Linked DNA regions of Mus musculus: region 2 is linked to region 1. The links are chromatin contacts, called in public ChIA-PET maps. All regions are on one chromosome and are shown on one strand. The core of a region is the stretch at or near the end of the contact, and the rest is flanking DNA. Distances in the headings are between cores, read along the strand shown.

Region 1 (4,633 bases), core at 309-2,808:
TGTAAGGATGGAGCTTCCGAGCGACACTGCACTGAAGGATCAGGAGGCCTCCGTTGCTTCTGCAGGCATCGAGGGGGGAATACTCTTTCTGCTCCTTTCTAGCTTGCTGGCTCAGGGCTCCTTCTTCCTTTGTTTTACAAAGCACACCACTCCAGTCTCCAGTCCCCTGTCCCTTCTCTGTGTTCTGACCCTCCTGCATCCATCCCTCTTCCACAGAGGATCTTCCGAGCTAAGGCAGCACAGTCTCCCCATCTCTTTAAACTTAATTCCACCTGCACATTCTCTAATGAGGGGGAACTTTTGCTAACTTCTGAAGGTGTCAGCCTCCCTGAAGGTCATTAATCTAAGAAATTGCTCTCAGGGAATTTTTAAGGATAATTACTGGAACCCACAGACATGAACAGCATGGGAGGGTGGGTGTGGACCCTTTGACTTCTGGGCTGTAGCTTTTCATTAAAAGAATTTTTTTTTTTGGAGTAGAAATGTTTGAAAAGCATTATCACGCTCATATTTACAGTATAGAAAGACCACAGAAAGTCCTACAACCTTCCCTAGGAAGGTTATAAAGGGCACGGATACATGGAAATTGACTTTTTGTTTTTTTAAAGCAATGTCTGTTTGGATGCATGGGTAGAGCACGGATGTTCATTTCCACCCCCTCCCCCTGTTCCCTTCTACCTTATTGCCTACTCAGTTCCCAGAAATCCTTAATTTGCTTTGTGCAGGACTTAAACTCTATCAGATGTCTTCTCCATATGAATTTATGCTGCAACCACTCTGTCCAAGTGACAAGATTAAGTGACAAGACATTTGCTCGACAGTGCTTCTCAGAGTGCAGACAATGACTTGATTAAGGAGTGCGTTATGTATGCTTTGGATGTGACTGTGCCCCCAGGCCCGGGCATCTGAACACCCGTTCCCAGCTGGTGGTCCTGTGGGGGGAGATACGGAGCCTTCAGGAGACGAAGCTTCTCTGGAGGAAGTGGGTTGCTTTTGGGGCGGACCTCGAGGTTTGTGACCTGACCCCACTTCCTGCCTGCTGGTGTGTGGAGAGGTGAAGACTCTCAGCCGTACCCTCTGCTCCCCCAGCAGTGAATTCCTCGCCTTTCCCTCTGTACCCTTTCAAACCATGAGCCCCAAAGAGCCATTCCTCCTTTTAAGTAGCCTGTTTGCCAGAGTGATAAGAACTGGTCCAGAAGACATTCAGGAACAGCTAAAGCATTTTAAAGAGAATACAGGCTGCAGGAGGCTCTGTACAACTAAGAATCAGATTCCGGACACGCTCTGTGTTGGCTCTCACTCTACAGACACAACGAGTGTATTGTTAGCAGCCCTGCAGCTGCTTTGTCAGGTACCTGGGCTGGGACAGAACAGTGGGCTTGAAGGCACTGACTCCGCAATCAAAGTGAGGGAAGAGGTCCCGAGGTCTGAGGAACACCCAAGGGACAAGAGAGAGGATGGACATCTCTTTGGCAGCTTGGTGTCTACTCTGCACACTGAAACCATCCCAGGTCTGACTCAACAAAGTACCAGCACGGAGTCATCCGACCACTTCCTGGGTTTTCCCCCTCAAAGCTTTCACACCCAGCGTTGGCCTGCACTCCACCCTGCCAGAGGATGAGCTCAGCAGGCTGCGCAGGCGCGAAGGCCTGACAGACTGCTATGTAATGGTCCCCGGGGGCACCGGGCTTCCATCCCTGGAGGCAGGAGATGGAAGAGGGTTTGAACAACAGCAATTAGCTGGGGATTTTCTCCGTGTCTTGGTGAGAAACATCTGACCTCGAAACAAGTCTTTCTTTGGTGAAGAAGGGCGGTGTGTGCCTTACAGGAAACTCAAACATGACTTCAGAACATTACACACTGGATTAGGCAGAAGGGCACATGTGTGGCACCAGGGGGTGGGGTGGGGGGAGCTCGCCTCTGATTTTTAGAGCAGAAATACAACCGGAGCTTGAGTGAGGTTGTCAGCGGGGAAGCTTAGGCATGCTCCAGTCTGAGGGTCTTAGGCACTCACCGTTGGCAGATCACCGCGCCAGCCCTTCCTCCCCACCCCTTATTTCCTTCTTCTGCCAGCTTGCGCTCTCTGTTCTTCCCTATTTAAATATTTCTTCCTACTCAGAGCCCTGTAAGCACTTCATCACCAAAGTCTTTGATCTAGGAACAATAGCAGCCGTTTGAACAGCAGAAGAGAAACACTTGTTACATAATTTTACTTTCTCTCCAGACTTTGAACATATATCACCAAGTCAGGAAAACCTAGAGTGAAAGTTTCCAGGGCCGACCACACTCCAACCACACCCCGCCCAAGGCCCGACCACACCCTGATCAAGGCCCACCACGACTGACCACGCCCCAAACACGCCCCAACCTCCCCTGGCCTGCCTGCCTTTACATAGTGTTTTTATTTCTCACTCAGTTTGGTCACACTTTTCTGAGGCTAATTATGCACCGGCCTTGCAATCTTTACAAGATTTGCACATGACAAATTCTGATTTGCTTGTTACGCAGGGAAGGCAATCTTCAAGATGAAGCTTCATAAATAACCAAAAGGAAGACTTTTACACTCAACAGTAAAGCTAATTTATACTCACGAAAATTTTTTTTCTCCCACCATGCATTATACAGTGTCAGGCATAATATTTTAATCCCTACACTTTAGCACACATTTCAGCCTTCCTGGCTTTGATTGACCTATGGCGTCTCACTGCATCTTCATGGATTGTGGGACACAGAGGGCGGCAGCATATTATGGGCTGGAATGTGTTATTTTTCCACCTCTAAGTCTCCCTCACTTTCTTACATGGACACACACACACACACACACACACACACACACACACATACACAGATGATTATATTTAATGGTTTCCAAACTAAAATGACATCCCAGTCTCTTCTCTTACCTACCTGCTCTCCATTGGTTGTGCAAGCCTAAGTCCACCTATCAAAAGCAGCTCCAACAGTGTTTACCCAGCGAGTGGTGCACACCAACAATCTAAATATAGACACCATCTTTCCAAGTCCGCACCATGAAGCACTTTCAGTGACCCACCAGGTAAAGATGTGTCCCCACCAACAAGGTGCGAAGAGATCTGGTCTCTAGAAATTAGCACTGCTAATTAGCACATGACCTTAGGAGACAACATGACCTTCAGCAGAATATTATCTGTCTTGTTTCTTAGATTATGAAGAGAAAGGATAGGGAAGTGCTTGGAAGCCAGTGTGGATACTTAGATCTCTCACGTAGGCAACTTGAAAGGCCAACTGTGTCCATGGTTGAAAAACATTTCTTTGAGCTGTTTTCTTGTTTTGAGTCAGATCTTAATGAAGCTCGGGCTGGCCTCAAACTCACTATATGGGGTTTTTTTTTTTTTTTGGTTTTTCGAGACAGGGTTTCTCTGTGCAGCCCTGGCTGTCCTGGAACTCACTTTGTAGACCAGCTGGCCTTGAACTCAGAAATCCGCCTGCCTCGGCCTCCCGAGTGCTGGGATTAAAGATGTGCGCCACCACGCCCGGCTTGGATATTGGCCTTTGAACTCTAAAGCTTCTTTCTGCTTCTACCTCCCTGGTGCTGGGACTACTGAGGCGCACACTACCAGGTCCAGAATAAGCTATTTTTAAAACTTGTTGTAACTGACGTTGGAGAGGGATACTCCTGAGCTGAGTGTCCTAGGCACAGGGCAGCAATTCCTTCTCTTTCAATCCTAGGATCCAGACTTGACTGCTTCTGCATTTGGAAGGCAGCCTCAGCCATTTTCTCATGCTGAGACGTCGGGTGGACAGGGCTGGGCTTAGCATCCAGTTTCCTGCACACAAACCCAATCCCACCCTTGTTCGTCACTGACACCGCAGTGAGCTGGCCCCAGGTTTTGACTCAGAGATGGGAGCGTTATTTACAGAGAAGAATCGCCTCTTTTGCTGGGCTCGCTATGATTGGTTTATTAGCAGTGTAAACTCGATTTATGACACGCATCAGGGCATGTATCAGTGTAAGCCAGTGGGTCTCTCCAGCTACTTTCATAGGTGAACGTAAGCCTGCTCCCTCCACTGTGAGGGACCCCCATGCTCTTTAGGGAGTGAGGCTCTGCTTCTTTTTCTTTCTTGGTTTTCCCGCAGAACCCCAGTTACACAGACTTTTCAGAAGAGATGACAGACAGGTCCTTGGGATGACTGGCAGGGTGGAGAGCTCAGGTGCTATGAAAAGGGCTCACCATGCCATGATTGACTGAGAATCCTCTCCATGCTCCAGAAGACAGCCTACTTGAATGCCTCCCACCACGGACGCTCAGCTGCCGCTGGGTACCAAGCCATGCAGATATGGAAGGGATGCCTAAAACCCTAAGCACAGGGGTGCTCAGGGCCACCTGAGCCACCTGCGCCACCTGGGTGGCTCTTGAGGCTGGTGCATGATAGCCCCAGGCTGGCACACACTCCTGCCAAGAATCACGGGCACCCTGCAAAGCAATTCAGGATCCCTTTTAGGAAACACGCAAAAGCTACGCAGAGTGAATTCTCTTCTGGTGCTTTCTAGTCAGGAGAGGGCGGTGTGAACACTTCTCAAAGGGTTATCATTCCAAATGCCAACCAGATCCAGGCACTGGGCCTCTTTCGTGTTGTGTGTGTGTGTGTGTGT
Region 2 (4,411 bases), core at 1,857-4,356, 280 kb before region 1:
TATTATTTTGCTGTTTCTCCAGCACTGGCTTTCTAAGACTTGGTCTCACTATGTATATCCCTTGCTGACTGGGAGCTCACTCTGTAGACCAGGCTAGCCTAAAACTCACAGCTCTGCCTCCCAAGTGCTGGGATTAAAGGTGTGTACCACCAGGCACAGGTACTTGGTTACCTTAACCCTGTCTACAGGGCCTAGGGAGCGATGAATCAGGACACTCAAACTCCACCTCTGCCCCGAGCCCCTGTGCATGCACCACTGAAAATATCCAGGCTCCTGCCTGTGGTGGCTTCTGTTGATTTTCTAACCGTCAGGATTTTCATAGTGCGTTTTATGTTAGAACAGCTTTGGACTTGGATAGTCCTTTCTCAGCTCGAAGCTGCTTTTGTTGCCCCAGCCTACTGGGATTTCAGGGAACCCCAAAACCTCAGCAGGAGCGCATAAGACAAAGCAGTGCATGGCTTTTATTGGTTCACTTTCTTTAAGTGTGGAAAGAGTTAAGGAATAGACCCTGTGTGAATTTGAAATAAAAATGTGAATTAGACCCTGAACAGCTCGGTGGACAAAGGTGTCTGCAGACCTAAATGTGTCCCCAGGGCGTTTATGGTGGAAAGAGAGGACTGGCTCCTGAAAGCCATCCTGTGACCTCCACACATAGCCATGGCACAAGGCATGTGCACACACTCAGACATGCACCCATACCATCCACACACAAAGCATACATGTAAAGCTGAAAACTTTGTGTCATTTGATATTCTAAGAACATGTTGAAAAAAAACCCTATTTGAAATACACCAGCTGTATCAAAAAATTTAAAGAATCTACAAGTCTAAAGCAATAGAGAAAACGGGTGTGAGGTGACTGTCCACACAGGTAGGTAACTGTACTGTGTGTGATTGTAACAGGAAGGTGTACAGGCCTGCAGGGAAGAGAACTGGACAAGGCTGCTGCAGAGCCAGAAATGACCGATCAGTTTTCTTCTTCAAAAACCTGCCAGTTCTCAGGAGGCAGAGGCAGGCAGGTCTTTGCGAGATCAAGGCCAACCTGGTCTACATAGTGAGACTCTGTCTGAGAAACAAACATAAAAATTCCCTTCAGGAAATAGGATTCTTTTGTTCAGTTTCACTTCAGCTCTGGGAATGGTAGCTTTCTCAGAGATCAGCACCTCCTGGCCATTGCTTGATTCCCAGGGAGAGGAAAGATCGCTTTAACAGTCAGACAGGAGGCAATATGTGGGTGAGTGGGAGGCCATGGGAAGTGGTCCCTGAACCAGCATCATCTCAATGTAAATAAGAATTTAAAATACAATAAAAGGAAATGGGGGTTCACGTCAAGCACCACAGGAGTCGCAGTCAGAACAGAGCAAGTGAACCGTCATCACGGACGTGACTGACAAGAGACTCCGCAGCGTTCCTGGCCTGTCGGGGTGTTGGACGATTCTCCACTCTGCATCAAGTGGCTTGATCATAGTTAATATTTGATGTAAATCTACCAGTGTCTTACATAAGAATTGCATTAACTTAAAAACTGCAAAATGACAGAACTTAGAAACTGTAATTTGAACCATGGGTTGAATTTGCAAACTAAAGCATTCCATCTTGTATCTAGGGATCCGTCAGGGTGGCCTCATGGAGTTGCAGTTTGCCATTCTGTTAATGTAGGTCACTTAGGAAACAGTTTTCATAAAACAGTGTTGGTTTTAGTTGGTGGGGTTGTGCCCATGAGTGCAGTGTCAGGGGCGGCCAGGGAGGGCATAGCAGCCCCTGGGGCTGAAGGCGCAGGTGAGTTTGAGCTGCTTCATTCAGGTTCTGAGAAACAACTCAGGCCCTCTGGAAGGACAGCACGTGCTCTTGCCTGCTCTGAGCAATCCCCGGATCCTGGAAATACTTTACATTAAAAGCGTAAGCCTGTGAATTCATAACAACAGCGGCAGGACCTGTGTGTGTTAGGGTCTCACACCTGTCCCAGCAGGTGTTTGACTTACTCTCTGAACTTGGAAGGACCACGCTTAATCCTGACTTAGTCTTAATGGCCTTAGAGAATGTGGCTAACCACGCCTGTCTGCTTTCTATTACCATTGAATGCTGCCCTGGGTAGATTCCAGTTGGTGTGATGATTGGCGGAGCATCCTGTGGCATACCCAGATAGATCTCAGAACCCCGAAGCAGGCAGTTGCCAGGAGCCTCATACGCTTTCCCAGAGCTTGTGAAGGCAGGCTGGGAGTTGGGATAGGAAACACTTTACACTGAGAATGTGGGGAGATGAGAGAGGGGCCATTTCCAGGAGGCCCCCTCTCAACATATTAGGCATGTGTGCTGTTGCTGTCATACCTCCAGCCTGACAGCACTTGACATGGTAAGGAGGACATGTGCAGGATGTCCACAGAGGCAAAAGTGCCCAGGCAGGATCTGAGTTAGAGCCTTTGATGGGTGGGGTCTTGCTCTCTGTTGCACCCTACCCCCACCCCCACTTGTCCCAATTTTCCGTTAATGGCTCTGAGAGTTTTAGCATAGAGGGGCTGCCACCCTCCTCACCTGTACCTTTAGACTCACCCCTTTCCTCGCCAAACTGGACATTACTTAAAGCCCTCTACCCCCTCACTATGAATCTAAGCACTGTGAGCAGTGACCACAACCAGCCTGGCTGTTTCTGTCTTAAAATGTCAATGTAGTTCAGTACTTTTGGATCCAGCCTCATTCAAACTTTTAGGAAATCCTATGCCAGGATATGACATCATCAGCTTCTAGCCTAGTTCCCAGGACAACGGCTCCTCCTCCTCCTCCTCCTCCTCCTCCTCCTCCTCCTCCTCCTCCTCCTCCTCCTCCTCCTCCTCCTCCTCCTCTTCCTCTCTGAAGCCTCATGCTGTACCCTGTCTGAAAAGCCATACACTCTACTGATTTCTCATTATTGTCTTCTACCAAACTTCCACCCGGACAGCCACTGAGCTCTTGCTTACAGAATTCTAGGGCTCTTGTGGCTTATGGCTCTAGGCTGTTTCCGTATTCGCCCCAAATCAGTTCTAAAACTATGGTCGCGCGACCAGGATGCTCATGGTGACAAAGCTGTGATCACGTGGCTAGGATGCTCGGTGACAGCTATGATCATGCGGCCAGGTTGCTCGCGGTGACAAAGCTATGATCACGTGGCCAGGTTGCTCGCAGTGACATCGCTGCGCCTCAATACTGCGTTTTCTATGTACTTTCATTTTTCACTGATGTGGCAAATAGCAGGCAGAGACAACTTAGGGAAAGAAGGGATTGTATAGGTTCATGGCATGACGGGATGCAGTGTATCACGGGAGCAGCGGGAGCGCGAGGTAGCGATACACGGGGTTTCTGCAGCCAGACAGCAGAGACTGTGAACGTCCATGTTCAGCTCTCTCTCTCTTCTCTTTCTGTTTAGGTTGTGACATCATCTCACAGAATCGCAAGTCCATGTTCAGGGTGGGATCTAGTCAAGTTGAGAGTGAAGAGTAATGTAAATTGAAAATTCTCTGACATTAAATGACAGTGTAGGTTTCTTTTTTCATGAGCTTATTAAGAAGTTGGCCACTAGAGGGCTCTTAATACCGACTCTTAATTGATTTGAATGGCTTTTAAAAATATTGTAAATATTTAAAAAAATATTTAACAATAAAAATATTTAAATGTTTAATATATTTTAAAATACCATAAACATTCTAAGTTGTTTATAGCACAACATGTTTAGAAAGGGCTAATTTGAGTAGGGCATAATTAATGAGAAATTATTCAAAGTAGAACATTTAAAATAGTAGTTTCAAAAATATTTTACTACCCTGAGGAACAAGCAGATAGATGGACATGGGTCTTTGAATTGAAAGTTAAGTTTCGAAGTGTCTCTCTCATTAAGGGACTGAACTGGCCTGGAAATGTAACTCAGCGACAGATGCTTGGCCGGTGTGGATGAGGCCCTGGCTTAAATCCCCAGTCCTTCCAAAAGAAAAACTGAACAAGCATGCATAAGAAAATTCCACATGTACACTCAAGAGCATGCATGCACACATGTGCATGCCTGAATGTGTATACACACATTACATTCACACAGAGGCATACATGCCCAAACATGCTCATACTACACACGCATACACACACACACACACACACACACACACACACACACACACACACACACACACACACACACACACACAGTCTAACTCTCAGGTGAAATCTGCTATAAGAAACTCAGCCTGATGTTGCCTTTCTTTGGTTGTGTCTGTTTGGTCCTAGAGAGTGAACCTAAGACTCCATGTGGCCTCAGGGTTCTACCATTGAATGATCTTGGGGGCTTTGTTTGTTTGCTTTGTTGTTGTTTCTCTGGATTTAGGGGGTTTGACACAGCATCTTATGTAACCCAGCTGGCCTCAAATGGCTGTGTACCTGAGAATGGCCTT

The links. ChIA-PET counts read pairs in DNA pulled down with a chosen protein or histone mark.
Region 2: an RNA polymerase II ChIA-PET map of memory CD8 T cells shows a contact between it and region 1, with 10 read pairs. The contact joins two enhancer-like sites. A contact is called at or near these places in 1 of 484 Hi-C or Micro-C datasets (embryonic stem cells), 1 of 115 datasets of contacts at active chromatin or transcription factors (memory CD8 T cells) and 1 of 9 other capture datasets (embryonic stem cells).

Annotation. Positions count from the first base shown.
Region 1 is chr6:144,899,731-144,904,363 of GRCm38.p6, reverse strand. No RefSeq gene overlaps it. Among named protein-coding and RNA genes, the nearest start is that of Gm32124, 4.3 kb to the right of the region's middle. Within about 2 kb of position 1,558, at least 178 of the 459 cell types and tissues checked have an H3K27ac peak or open chromatin away from gene starts, as enhancers often do. A contact at or near this core is called in memory CD8 T cells, where this site is marked.
Region 2 is chr6:145,186,401-145,190,811 of GRCm38.p6, reverse strand. The region is part of intron 9 of Casc1 (cancer susceptibility candidate 1); the gene reads left to right. Gm15543 (predicted gene 15543) reads right to left here. Exons shown (of 2, transcript NR_157240.1): 2 at 3,182-3,447. Among named protein-coding and RNA genes, the nearest start is that of Gm15543, 6.3 kb to the right of the region's middle. Within about 2 kb of position 3,106, at least 129 of the 459 cell types and tissues checked have an H3K27ac peak or open chromatin away from gene starts, as enhancers often do. A contact at or near this core is called in memory CD8 T cells, where this site is marked.